Regions from separate parts of the Mus musculus genome. Here regions 1 and 2 are each linked to region 3. A link is a contact called in public HiChIP or PLAC-seq data. All regions are on one chromosome and are shown on one strand. Each heading gives the region's core, a stretch centred on a gene start, on an enhancer-like site or on the middle of the called end of the contact. The rest is flanking DNA. Distances are from core to core; before and after follow the strand shown. Region 1 overlaps Eml6 (echinoderm microtubule associated protein like 6). Region 2 has its middle 48 kb from the start of Gm12092. Region 3 has its middle 22 kb from the start of Rtn4.

Evidence for each region. HiChIP or PLAC-seq counts read pairs in DNA pulled down with a chosen protein or histone mark.
Region 1: a contact with region 3 is called in an H3K27ac HiChIP or PLAC-seq map of embryonic stem cells, with 5 read pairs. The contact joins two enhancer-like sites. A contact is called at or near these places in 1 of 115 datasets of contacts at active chromatin or transcription factors (embryonic stem cells) and 2 of 9 other capture datasets (adipose tissue and liver).
Region 2: a contact with region 3 is called in an H3K27ac HiChIP or PLAC-seq map of embryonic stem cells, with 18 read pairs. The contact joins two enhancer-like sites. A contact is called at or near these places in 11 of 484 Hi-C or Micro-C datasets (the AtT-20 cell line, Th2 cells, cerebral cortex and 3 more) and 4 of 115 datasets of contacts at active chromatin or transcription factors (embryonic stem cells and epiblast stem cells).

What each region holds. Positions count from the first base shown.
Region 1 is chr11:29,747,195-29,751,071 of GRCm38.p6, forward strand. It overlaps Eml6 (echinoderm microtubule associated protein like 6), which reads right to left. Exons shown (of 42, transcript NM_146016.2): 37 at 2,611-2,783; 38 at 2,065-2,227; 39 at 236-339. Among named protein-coding and RNA genes, the nearest start is that of Rtn4, 56 kb to the left of the region's middle. Within about 2 kb of position 2,132, at least 8 of the 459 cell types and tissues checked have an H3K27ac peak or open chromatin away from gene starts, as enhancers often do. A contact at or near this core is called in embryonic stem cells, where this site is marked.
Region 2 is chr11:29,595,039-29,599,323 of GRCm38.p6, forward strand. No RefSeq gene overlaps it. Among named protein-coding and RNA genes, the nearest start is that of Gm12092, 48 kb to the right of the region's middle. Within about 2 kb of position 2,228, at least 5 of the 459 cell types and tissues checked have an H3K27ac peak or open chromatin away from gene starts, as enhancers often do. A contact at or near this core is called in embryonic stem cells, where this site is marked.
Region 3 is chr11:29,668,759-29,672,796 of GRCm38.p6, forward strand. No RefSeq gene overlaps it. Among named protein-coding and RNA genes, the nearest start is that of Rtn4, 22 kb to the right of the region's middle. Within about 2 kb of position 1,688, at least 4 of the 459 cell types and tissues checked have an H3K27ac peak or open chromatin away from gene starts, as enhancers often do. A contact at or near this core is called in embryonic stem cells, where this site is marked.

The sequences.
Region 1 (3,877 bases), core at 882-3,381, 79 kb after region 3:
TGCTGGGCTTGGCAAAACATTTGAACTTGCTGAATGTGGCTTGGGGTTGGTACGAATGATTAAACAAAAAGAAAGCCCTGATCGCATAAAATCCTCCCCTAAGCCAGTGTCTAGCAGCTTTGCATCCTCCCCCACTGAGAAAAGACAGTTTCATCTCAGCTCTTCCTATCCTGGCCATCACAAACCCAGAGGCAGAGCTGGGGCCTCTTCCTCAACCAGAGTTCTCTTCATTTACCTTGTCCAGGAAGCCCAGGTGATCTTCTCAACAACCATGGCTTCAGTTACTTGCTTCCCCAGGGGAACTTCATGTACTTGGCGCTTATAGGCTCCTGTTGACACCTGCAAGAGGAGAGGAACTGAGTCCATCTGCTTCCTCAGTTCCACAGACTCTCTTGGCTGTCTTTCCCAACACTAACTCTGCCCCAGTTACGCTTTTCTTTAAATCCAAACTCAGCTCCTGGCTACAAAGCCAATAAACAGTCCGTTGCCCCACAGCCCATGCTAAAATTCATAGGTAGGGTGTGTTCTACCTCCCCAACCCCTGTCAACACACAACAGCCTATGTTAAAATTCAGAGTATCTTCTATCCATTTCTACCCCCACCACGAGGGATGGTGAACATGTCAAGTGCCCTCTTGGAGTCTCCTAAAGGAAACTGGCCACTGTTTTCACATTAAAGGACACTTGCCAGTGTCTTACATCCTAGGTCTCTTCTCTCCCCATGGGGATGGTGTCTCTACCCATGTCACCAGGGTTTTCCTTGAGTTCATGGAAAGATCCTAAATCTTTCCCACCTCAGGTTTTCAATGCAGATGGCTTGGGACAGAAATCCTGCCCCCTTTGTTAACTCCCTCCTACAGGGCAGACATTGCTCAGCCTAACGAATGCTTTTTTAGAAGGGAGGCAGGTCTAAGTTGAGTGCCTCTTCAGATGCTGCCTGACAAGCTACACTTTGCCTTGACTGTCAGTCCTTGCCTTCTCCATGGAAGTGTGATAAGCTCCAGAAGAAATGAACATACTATATCTATCCAAAAGCCTGCCTAGCTGAGGCTTTGTTGGATACATTTGAAAAATGAATATAGGTTCTCCTCTCCTCCCCCTCTCCCTTCTTCCTTCCTTCCTTCCTTCCTTCCTTCCTTCCTTCCTTCCTTCCTTCCTTCCTTCCTTCCTCCCTCCCTCCCTCCCTTCCTTTCCTTCCTTCCTTCCTTCCTTTCTTTTTCTTTCTTGTTTTTTGAGGCAGGGTTTCTCTGTGTAGCCCTGACTGTCCTGGAACTCACTTTGTAGATCAGGCTGGCCTTGAACTCAGAAATCTGCCTGCCTCTGCCTCCCAAGTGTTGGGATTAAAGGTGTGCCCCACCACCGCCTGGCTTAAGCACTCCTCTTTCCAGGCTCACAGATGCTGAATGCTGAAGTAACTTCTGTTGTTAGCCACAAGTCCCAAAGGTAGGACCCCTTGATCTTGCCTCTCAGCTGTGCAGAGACCCAGTCGTGAGGTCTCCAGCCCATTCTGGAATGCAGCAGCCATACTTCCCAATAGAATTTGGAGAATAAACAATAGCAAGCTTAGAAGTGCAGACCTAAAGAACTAGAAATTCGGAAGTTTTCTAAAACTTATTGAAATTAGTCCTCCGGTGCATGTGCGTACATGCAAATGCCTGCTGTGGTACTTGCCAGAGGACAAATTGTAGGGATCAGATCTCTCCTTCCATCATGTGGGTCAGGGGGAGGGGTTGGACTTGGTTAGCAGCAGGCACAGTTACCTGCTGCGCCATCTCCTCAGGCAGAAATGAGGAAATTTTGATGATGAGCTGGTGGAGGTAGGGTAAAGGTGACTGGGGATATGTTCCCTGGTATTCATGTTTTGTTTTTGTTTCTTACGAAAAGACTTGTACACACAGACACACACACACAATTACTTTCCTAATTATCCAAGCCTCTGTCTCTACATTTATAAAATAGGGATAGTACTTGGAAGTTAGCATGGTGCCCAGGACACAGTAAGCACTCATGTGGAAACAGTGTTTTTTCTTGGTTGCCCCTGAGACAAGTTAACGAGAAGCATACCTGAATGTATTTGCTGTCTGCAGAAAAGTCCATCTGAATGACAAAGCTTGGGATGTCTTTGCAGTAGCCGATCCGGTTCAGACTTGTGCCCTGAGTAAGGTCATAGAAGTCAACTGTCTGCTCAGAAGACCCCACAGCTAAGAATCTGTTGTCTGGGCTGATTCTAGAGGGGGAAATCAAAAGCAAGGTCCATGAGGAGGCAGATCTGGACACACAAAGATGGGCTAGCTCTGTCTCAAGCCCAAAGACATGTGCCTAGCTTCTCCCCAGTTTCTATGAAATTAAACAATTTTTCTGAATCTAATCCCACAGGGGAAAAAAAATGGTGTTATGCAGTCTTTGGTAGAATTACAAGTATTTTTATCACCATATCTAAAAAGACTGTGTGGGAGGTACCCTTGATTAGCCTGCTGTGGAAGCAACCCTTTCAACACAGTTCCCCCAGCTCTGTCTCCCCACCATCCCCAGAAGGACCCATGTCAGGAGCGCTTACCCTTCTGGCTCAGACCACTCACTATATACCTGATATCTTTTATTTTTTTGTACCTGATATCTTGGATGGCAGATTTCCGGTCTCGTTTTTTCCCCCAAACTTTCAGGGTGTTCACCAGCAAGATGACAAACTCTCCATTCTTCATGCCAATGGCCACCATCTCCCCATCAGGGCTATAGGCTGCACACCTGGCCGCATGGCCCAGGTTCACCTTGTTTAACAGTTTCTACATGAAGACACAGAGAGACATGTAAGCCCTTACCACTTGTGCTGATCTCTAGGGGAAATCATCAGGACAGGGAAATCAGACTACTTCAGCTCCCACTAAAGGCCACCAATGCGATCTCATAGTAGAGCTACTTGGGGGATAGCACCTTTTAGGACAGGGTTTGGCAAACATTGCCTGTTATGTTGTCATAACTTTACATTGAGCACTGTAGGATCTGTGTTCTAATTACCAGCTTTGTCATGACAATTGTGGACAGTAGTAACAAATGTGGCTTCACCTATTGAAACAGGCAGCTGGCTAGACACAGGCCTTAGGCTTTGCCAGGCTCTTGCTAAAGGAAAAGCATGCGAACTTACTAGCCAGATCTTGACTGGACCCTCACTTTCTAGTTGGGTATGTGTGTATACATTATTGCCATTACCACGGAGCAGAAAGGATACTGATAGTAGCGTTGGAAGATTTTTGTAAGTATTAACAATAGCATACAGGAAACATCCATTATACAGTGAGTTTTCAGTGAGTAGAAGCCGTTTTTAGTAAACTTAATAGCTTTAGAACTAAACTATATAACACATGCATGTGTTTGCATGGCTGCTCTTTGACCCTTACATTAAAACTGTGACCAAAGTTTTTCCTAGCCATTTTGAAACAGAATTTGGCATTTATTTTGTGCTGGATAAGGTTCAGTGACCTTTTTTTTTTTCCTTCATATCTTATATTTTTACCCCAGATGAGCTTTAAAGTTGCTTTCCCAACCTTCCCGGAATCTGACGGGAAATCTGTCACTCTCAAACATTTGTATCTCTCTCGTTCTCCTCCTGTCCTTTTATAAAAAGATAGTAACTCTCGGTTTGATTATTCCAGAATTATCAACATGTGGGGCTCAGTAGAGTGTTTGAACATGCACTCTAACACGCATGAAGCCCTTGGTTTGATCCCCAAGCACTGCATTACCAGTGCTGGACAAGTAGAGGCAAGAAGAGTCAGAAGGTTCCATGTCTTCCTTTATTTCATATTGAGCTCAAGCTATAAGAGCTTCGTACTACAAATCTATCCAGACAAATGAACTGCTGAGAGTGCAGGTGGCATGT
Region 2 (4,285 bases), core at 978-3,477, 73 kb before region 3:
AAAAAAAAAAATTAACATGGGGTATGAGGAATTTAAGTTATACAGGGGAATACTTTAAAAAGATTTGTTTTTAATATTTATTTTTAGTTATTGTGTATGAGTGTTTTGTCTGCATGTATGCCTGTGCACTTTCTGTGTGAAGTGCCTGCTGAGGCCAGAAAGAAGAGTTCAGATATTCTGGGACTGGAATAATAGGTGGTTGTGAGCCATGTAGGTGCTACAAATTTAACTTGGGTCCTCTAGAAGAGCAGCAAGTGCTCTTAACCACTAAGCTGTTACTCCAGGACCTAAAGATTTATTTTAAAGTAAGTGCAAGTACTCCTAGAGGCCAAAGGCATCACAGTTCCTGGAGCTGGAGTTACCATGGTAACACACTGGGCATGAGTACTTGGAAATGAACTCAAGTCATCTGCAAGAGCAGTATGTGTGCTTAAGTTCTGTGCCATCTCTCTAGTCTATCAGGGAGACATATTTTATAAATAAAGTTTATATTTGGTAGTTTGGAAGTCATCTGTTGGACCTTACTATTAGTGTTGTAATCTACCATGTCCAGACAGCTTTCCTGAGCTTGAGCTTTTAACAGGGCTTGATCTGGGAAGCCCAACTCCTAAACCTTCTACCTAAGGAATCTCACAAAATCCTTGACAAAATTATAAGTTCAACTTCCTCTCTCCAGATACAACCTGCTCTGCCAGCACCTGGGATTCCTAGAGTGTCTCTCCATGCAAATGAGGCATTCCCAGTATGCTAAGCTCCAGCCAATGATTTACAGTCACCCTAAAAATCCCTTCCTACTCTCCAAGGTTTATATAGCTCTTGTTCACCCCAAATAAAGAGCACAAGCAGTTTCACTTAATATCATCTAAAAGAGCTGTAACATTGAAATCCTCAGAAAAGACACCCCCACTCCCACCCAACTCCCCAGCTCTCACTGCTTGAACCAAGATCTGCCTGAACTCCAAGAAAAGAAGCAGAACTCGGAACCATAGTCATCTTTAAAGATCTTCTTCCCTGACCTCCAACCCCAGACAGAGACTCTCTGTGTCCCTGGTTGTCCTGGAACTCTATAGACCAGACTGGCCTCAAACTCAGAGACCTACCTGCCTCTGCCTTCGAGTGCTGGAATTAAAGGTGTGTGCCACCATGCCTGGCTATCTTTAAAGATCTTTAAGAATTATCTGTACTCTTATCTGGCTGGTTGGTTAAGGCAAATGTGGTCCTCCAAGTGAAGGAATGACCTATTCAGCTCCTGTGCTCTGATGGCACATGCTGTGGCAGTGAGTGATATAACATCCAGCTACATTCTCTAAAGATAGAAGTTGTCTGACCAGGACCAGCAGGTAAAGATCTCTCAATGGTTAGTGGTACTCTGTTGTAGCCACCTGGGGCCACACGAACTGGGTTTTTGAGTGTGAGGCTGGAGCTGTAAAGGAGGGAATGGCAAGAGAAATAAAGAGACCAAGACAAATTTTTTGATCATGGCCCAATGTTTACTATCAGTCTGTGCTTATAAAAGGGGAAGCCCATCTCCTGCCATGCCAGGTTTCTTGGCTTTGTTGCTAAGTTGTTAGGACTAGTCTGTCAGAGTTATTAGCATTAGGTCACCAATTCCACAGGTTGTCAGCTATCTCAGGAATATCTCAGAAAGACAGTTCAGCCTCTCAGTGGTAGCGGAGTCTTGGAGAAGAGCAGCAGTGGGTGACAGAACAATAGAAGCATTGACCAGGTTGTCTCATTCACAGTGGCAGCAAGGTCTGAATCAGCCTGCTCAAGGCTGTGGGAGGCTACAATTCCTCTCTAAATATATAATAAAAATTAGTTGGACTGGGGCATAAAATTTATTTATGCTCCATAATCCTGCCTGGGAATTATGGTGGCTGGCGGCTGTGCCTGGCTTGGGAACTTAGATTTTCTATGAACTATTCTATCCATCAAGGAGAGTATGTGTAGCTTGCTTGTGTTTATTTTGCACAAACATGGCTCTGTGGTGTATTATTGATAAATCATGGCCTCTTGGCACATACTTCTGTCTTAGAATTTGAAATAGTCCAGAAATCTCAGTGGCCCGTGATCATAGCACACCTTATTCCCAATCAGACCAAAGTCACAATATATATATTCAATATGTTTCTTCCAATTGATGAATTTCTGCCACCTCTGCTTGCTGAAAGGAAGCCTGCACACTTGTTGAAGAGGAGCCTGTAGGGTGTTGACTGACCTGCTTGAAATACAAAGTCAAGAGAGTTCAAAAGCAACAGGATAAAGGCTGTCTTTGGGGAAGTCCAGGTACTCTATTCAGTTGCAAATTAGCAATGATCAAGCTCAAACTCTGGCTTCCAGGTGGCTTTGAGTATCAACAGAAAGGCTGTTTCTCATGTAAATAGGCTAAGCTCCAAGTTAACTCTGCTAGCTAATGAAGATGTTTAGCTATCTTCATAATAGAAATCTCTGATATTGGGATTATTACTAAACCAGTCCAAGATTGAGTTAGAGTAACTGGTCACATTAAAGGAAAGAGAAGCCAGGCGTGGTGGCGCATGCCTTTAATCCCAGCACTCGGGAGGCAGAGGCAGGTGGATTTCTGAGTTCGAGGCCAGCCTGGTCTACAAAGTGAGGTCCAGGACAGCCAGGGCTATACAGAGAAACCCTGTCTCGAAAAACCAAAAAAAAAAAAAAAAAAAAAAAAAAAAAAAAGGAAAGAGAAGAATCATTATAACTCCTCCTTATAACTAATTTTTCTAAGTCAGTTTCCACGGTCTCTAATGTTCTCTGTCCTACATGGTTAAGAAGCTTGAAGCAAGGCAGCTTAGCTTGTCTAATCTGGGACAAAGGCAAGCAAAGGTGGGTCAAGAACATATACCCAGCTTTCTTGTCACCATAGTCAGGGCATTCAGCAAACTCACAGGTCAGCATTCAGCAAACTAACAGGAATCATTTTGGCAACTGTCATGTTCCTGCAGCATTCTGTGGCGAAAACACAAGCATGTCCTCTTCCTCATATTAAGTACCTGTTCAGGATCAAGCCATATGACAATAAGTAGACCCTTTTCATCTCACCTAGACATGAGTATACCTAGTTTTAAGATACTGTAAGGCATTTAGTAAGTTCTTTGACATCCAAATTTTAAAATTTTTTAAATAAAAATGTAATTTAAATAATGTGCATGGGGATATAATTCCTCCCCTTCTTTGTTTTTAAAGAAGTTATAGTTTTTAAAGTTTCACAATACTTTGACTTTGAGAAATATATAAAAAAAATTTCAGTAGCATGGGTAACTTTAAATTGTTGATAAAACATGTCAAATACTTGACAGCTATAGCCAGTTCTAATATCTGTTTTAGTCTGATTTGGAACACCAAGTATATAAAAAAATTTTTTTTAACATAGGCAATGACACTTTTAGTTGTTTCTCTTGTGGAGTAGTTGTAACTAGAAAGCCTGAAAAGGTATCAATAGTCACATGTGTATATTTTATATATTTATTTACTTATTAATCAGAAATAAGAGTATCTATTTGCAACAGTTAAGTATAGGTCCTCAAGAATTAACACCATTATATGGAAACAAGTAGAAATGGAGGACACTAAGAACAAAGTTTTACAATTCGACACGTACGTTTTTTTAAAATACCAAAATATTACCTTAAGCCATTACTATTTTGATGATGTAAAGAATGAGATTTTATGGCCGGTTATTTTTGTGTAAGGTCTATAATCTGCCTGGGATATACAAGCATCTAGAACAAAAATTTTAAATGTCCAAAGACAGTCTTTTTAAAGGAATAGCATTTTTTTATGAGTAGTATATGAATAAACAGTTGCAAATTTGAGAATTCATAGTATGTGAGAGACAAACAATTTTAAGCAATTGTAATCTCTGATATATATATATGTGTGTGTGTATCAAATTAAAGTTTGTTTATTTTAACATTTTAAAACACCATCTATAGCACACAATTTAATTATTTGTGCTGAAGCAGGAGGAAACACAAAAGAATAAACATGATCCAATCACATACACTTTTTTTCCCATAGAAGGGCTGTTTTTAAATATAGTAAATGGGATGCATGCATGAATTTATAGAAAATAAAAAAGAATGCATAAAAGCAATTTTAACAGCTTATCTTTAGGTTAATGATTATCAATTTTATCTAAAAGTTTGTTAGGCAATAGGTCAAATATCAATATTTTGCAATAACCAATTTAATTGCTGTTTGGAACAAGGAACAGACACTTTGTCAGGTTTTTAAGACACAGTTTTTGTTATAGTTTTTTAAAAATACA
Region 3 (4,038 bases), core at 438-2,937:
CCATTTATATACCCGCTTGATATGTCTGTACACCTGCAATGACATAAAAAGTTCTTGGCTGAAAAAGGTTCTAAGTGGAAAAAGTATAAGAAGCCCTGTCTTAAAAATCACACATGCACACGTGCGCGCATGCGCACACACACACACACACACACGCACACACACACACACACACACACACACACACACACACACACACACACACACCACTGAGAGGTTCCCAAGCTGCTGTTTTGGACTAAGGATTTCCACCTGCTGTATGGACAATTTACAGAAAGTCACCCATTGACGAGTCCCTAGACAATTTATGTCCAGTTACATTGTCAAAGAGCAGCCACCCAACTCGGTTGTTTATCTCTGGTAAGAATCCTATAAAGTCTGATGAGCCAGCCTGTGAGCCTCCTTTCTCTCCATGAGGGAATGTGCGTAGGTCCATGTTCCCAGGTGCTTTGATTTTTGAATTCTTGTAGAACATGTTTTAACAGGACATTTTGATGCTATCACATTCGTAAACACGAATAGGCTTTGTTTATTTGTTGTACGAAGCCATCGTCATTGATATACTAATAGCAGTGTTATTAAATGGATAGCTAATAAGAAATGGGCACTCGCCGAGCGGTTGGTGGCGCACGCCTTTAATCCCAGCACTTGGGAGGCAGAGGCAGGTGGATTTCTGAGTTCGAGGCCAGCCTGGTCTACAGAGAGAGTTCCAGGATAGTCAGGGCTGCACAGAGAAACCCTGTCTCGACCCACCCCCCCGCCCCCCCCAAAAAAGAAAGAAATGGGCACTCATAAAATACCAAAGTAACTACACATAGTTGGCCTTTTCCGTAAGTAAAAATTTATCGTGGAGGAGTTACGTTGTCGTTATTGTGTTACATTTCTGAGGAAAAAGGTATCCTGGCAGGTGAGAGCCAAAAAATATCTATCACAAAGTCACACCTTAAAACAAATGTACACAGATTTATTAGGAGGGAAGAAACCAGGAGGATGGTTGTCTCTGCTTGGGTGAGAAGCAACAGGGAACTAACTAAGCAGAAGATACGGCTTAGATAGGTTCCTTGTGTGGGGGAGGGGGGAAGGGAAGCAGAGCTTTCCAGGGTGGAGATTGGTGGAATTTGAAGTCCTGCGCTTGGTTTGTTTGTTTGTTTTTTTTTTTTTTTTTTTTTTTTTTTATTCTATGGGGTGGGGCTGGGCCTTAGAGCAGTTAAGAATGTTATGTGGGTGGAGCCTAGCGGTTAGAGGTCCTCAAGAGAGGGGCTGACCACACGTATAGGGCTATGGTTATTTTACCCATTGCTCAAGTATTCTGTCCCATTATACTAATGCTGTAATCTTGCCCAAAATGTTTGATTTGAGTCTAATAAGGCCCTTTCAGTAATGTCCAGCTTTTTGTTAACTACAAAATAATATAAACACATGGCGCCTAGAAGACACGGACAAACTGAAAATGCTGGGACATTCTACACTGGAGTGCCTGTATTTCTTTCTCTAATATTTAGTAACAGCAATAAAAGAACTATTTTGTTACATATTCTAAGTTTGTCTTTTTAAGTTTACTTTTTATTTTCTGAGAATTTCATAGATGAGTCCTGAATCTGCATCATTATTTCCACACCTCCCCAAGCACAACAAGATGTAGCACAGGGCCCTCAGTTGGATCCTAGTCTCAACAAAGCTGCTGTAAAAGGGCTCACGTCATAGCAGTGAGAGGAATTTTAGTGTGTCGGGGTATACAGAGCACATGATTGTGGAGTTATTATCAACTTTAATTCTCTTTTGGCTAGGTCTTAGTTTTTAAATATACATATTAAGATTTAGGAGAAAAATGTTAGTGACTTATTCAATTGAACATTTCTAGCATGACCTAGGGAATGTGCTTCTGAAGAAGGTGGCAGATTTGGGGGCCCACCAGAAACCATTAGCACACTGCATGCTGGCTTCCCAGCATGAAAGCAAGGACTGTGAGTATTCTGCCCCACCCTGCAGCCCATTGTAAGGCAGAACCTAGTATGGAGGAGGGACTCCAGTACATTTTTTAAAGGACTGAAGATGCAAAAGGAATGCAAAAATTACATTCATTGAGAATTCAGCAAGTGTTAATTCATGAGATCTCTATATACCTAGAAGCAAGTGTACCTGGCACATTGTGGCCATGTAACAATGAGGGCTAAAAAGCTAAGAGGGATCTTTAGGTAGTGTGTGGCTCAGTGGCTAATGTGCTGGAAGCAATTGCAAGGACTGGAGTTAAAAGCACTGTAAATGCTGGGTGGGCATGGTGTCTGACCTGTAATTCCAGCTCTCAGAAAGCAGACCCTAGAGCACACTGGCCAGCTAGACCAGCCATACTGGTGAGCTCTGGGTTCCTTTGGGAGACCCTGCCTTAATGAATAAAGTACAGAGAATTCAAGGAAGACCCCAAAGGTCAAATTTGTGCCTTCAAGCACATGTGCACACATGTGCAGCTACACACATATGCAGAACACACACACACACACACTAAAAGGAAAAACTATGAAATTGCAAAGAGTGAAATGGAAAAGAGAAATCATTGAAATTGTAAAATAACTGTTAAAATAATGTTCCTAATTTAATTGTTCCATAGTCACTCAAAGTCTGCAGTATTGAAATGGTTTGCTGTGGTAAGAGAAAAATAACCAAATATTAAATACTAAATTCTGGGTGTTTTTCAAGAGATTTTTAGAAATATAGGTAAGTCCTTTTTCTCCCCTCTCCACCTTCTGCCTTTCTCCTTATACCGTTTTAGTGAGATAGTAAGACACATGTTTGCTGCCTTGCTGGCAAAATACATCCAAGTAGCTAAATACATCCAAGTAGAAAAATTTCTCTTTCACCTTTAACCAAAAGAATTAGTTAAATTTCTATTATATACATATTCAATATATATGAAACATGAATTTAAATTAAAAATCTTGCTCTTGAAGAGTTAACATCAACACAAAGAAAATACAGTGTTGAAGGTATACTTCAATTGGTAGAGTGCTCACCCAACATGTATGGATCCCTAGGCTCAAGCCACAGTTCTGCATGAGTGTGGTATACATGTCTGTAATCCCAGCCTTCAGAAATTCAAAATTAGCTTTGCTACATGGCAAATTAGAGGCACACCTTAGGCTACATGGGACTCTTTCAAACACACACACACATGCACACACACACATACATTTAAAAAAAGAAATTTAGAAGAACTCCAAGGACACCTTTTTTTCTTATATTTACATTCACAATGAGCTTTGGCAGCAAAATTTCATTTATTCTTGAAATGAGATGTTATTTCAAGATGTTACTCTTGAAATAGGATGGGTTTTAAAAGTTAAAGGCCAGCCAGGCGGTGGTGGTGCACACCTTTAATCCCAGCACTTGGGAGGCAGAGGCAGGTGGATTTCTGATTTTGAGGCCAGCCTGGTCTACAAAGAAGTGAGTTCCAGGAGAGCCAGGGCTATACAGAGAAACCCTGTCTTGAAAAACCAAAAACACCCACCCACCCCCCCAAAAAAAAACCAATAAAAGTTAAAGGCCTATGGATACAGATTAGTGTAGAGTGCTTGCTTTAAGTGTAGCTTAAAGACCTGAGTTTTACCCCCAGCACTGAAAAGATAGACTTCTAAAACATTTTTTAGAAAGCATATACTCAGCAGGGCATGGTGGTGCACTCCTTTAATCCCAGCACTTGGGAGGCAGAGGCAGGCAGATTTCTGAGTTCGAGGCCAGCCTGGTCTACAAAGTAAGTTCCAGGACAGCCAGGGCTATACAGAGAAACTCTGTCTCGAAAAATCAAAAACAAAACAAAACAAAAACAAAAAACATATACTCACCAGGCAGTTGTGGCACATGCCTTTAATTCCAGCATTTAAGAAGCAGAGACAGGTGGATCTCTATGAGTTCAAGGTTATGGTTTACAGATTAAGTTCCAGGACAATCAGGACAATACAGAGATTAAACCAAAACCAGCCGGGCGTGGTGGCGCACGCCTTTAATCCCAGCACTTGGGAGGCAGAGGCAGGCGGATTTCTGAGT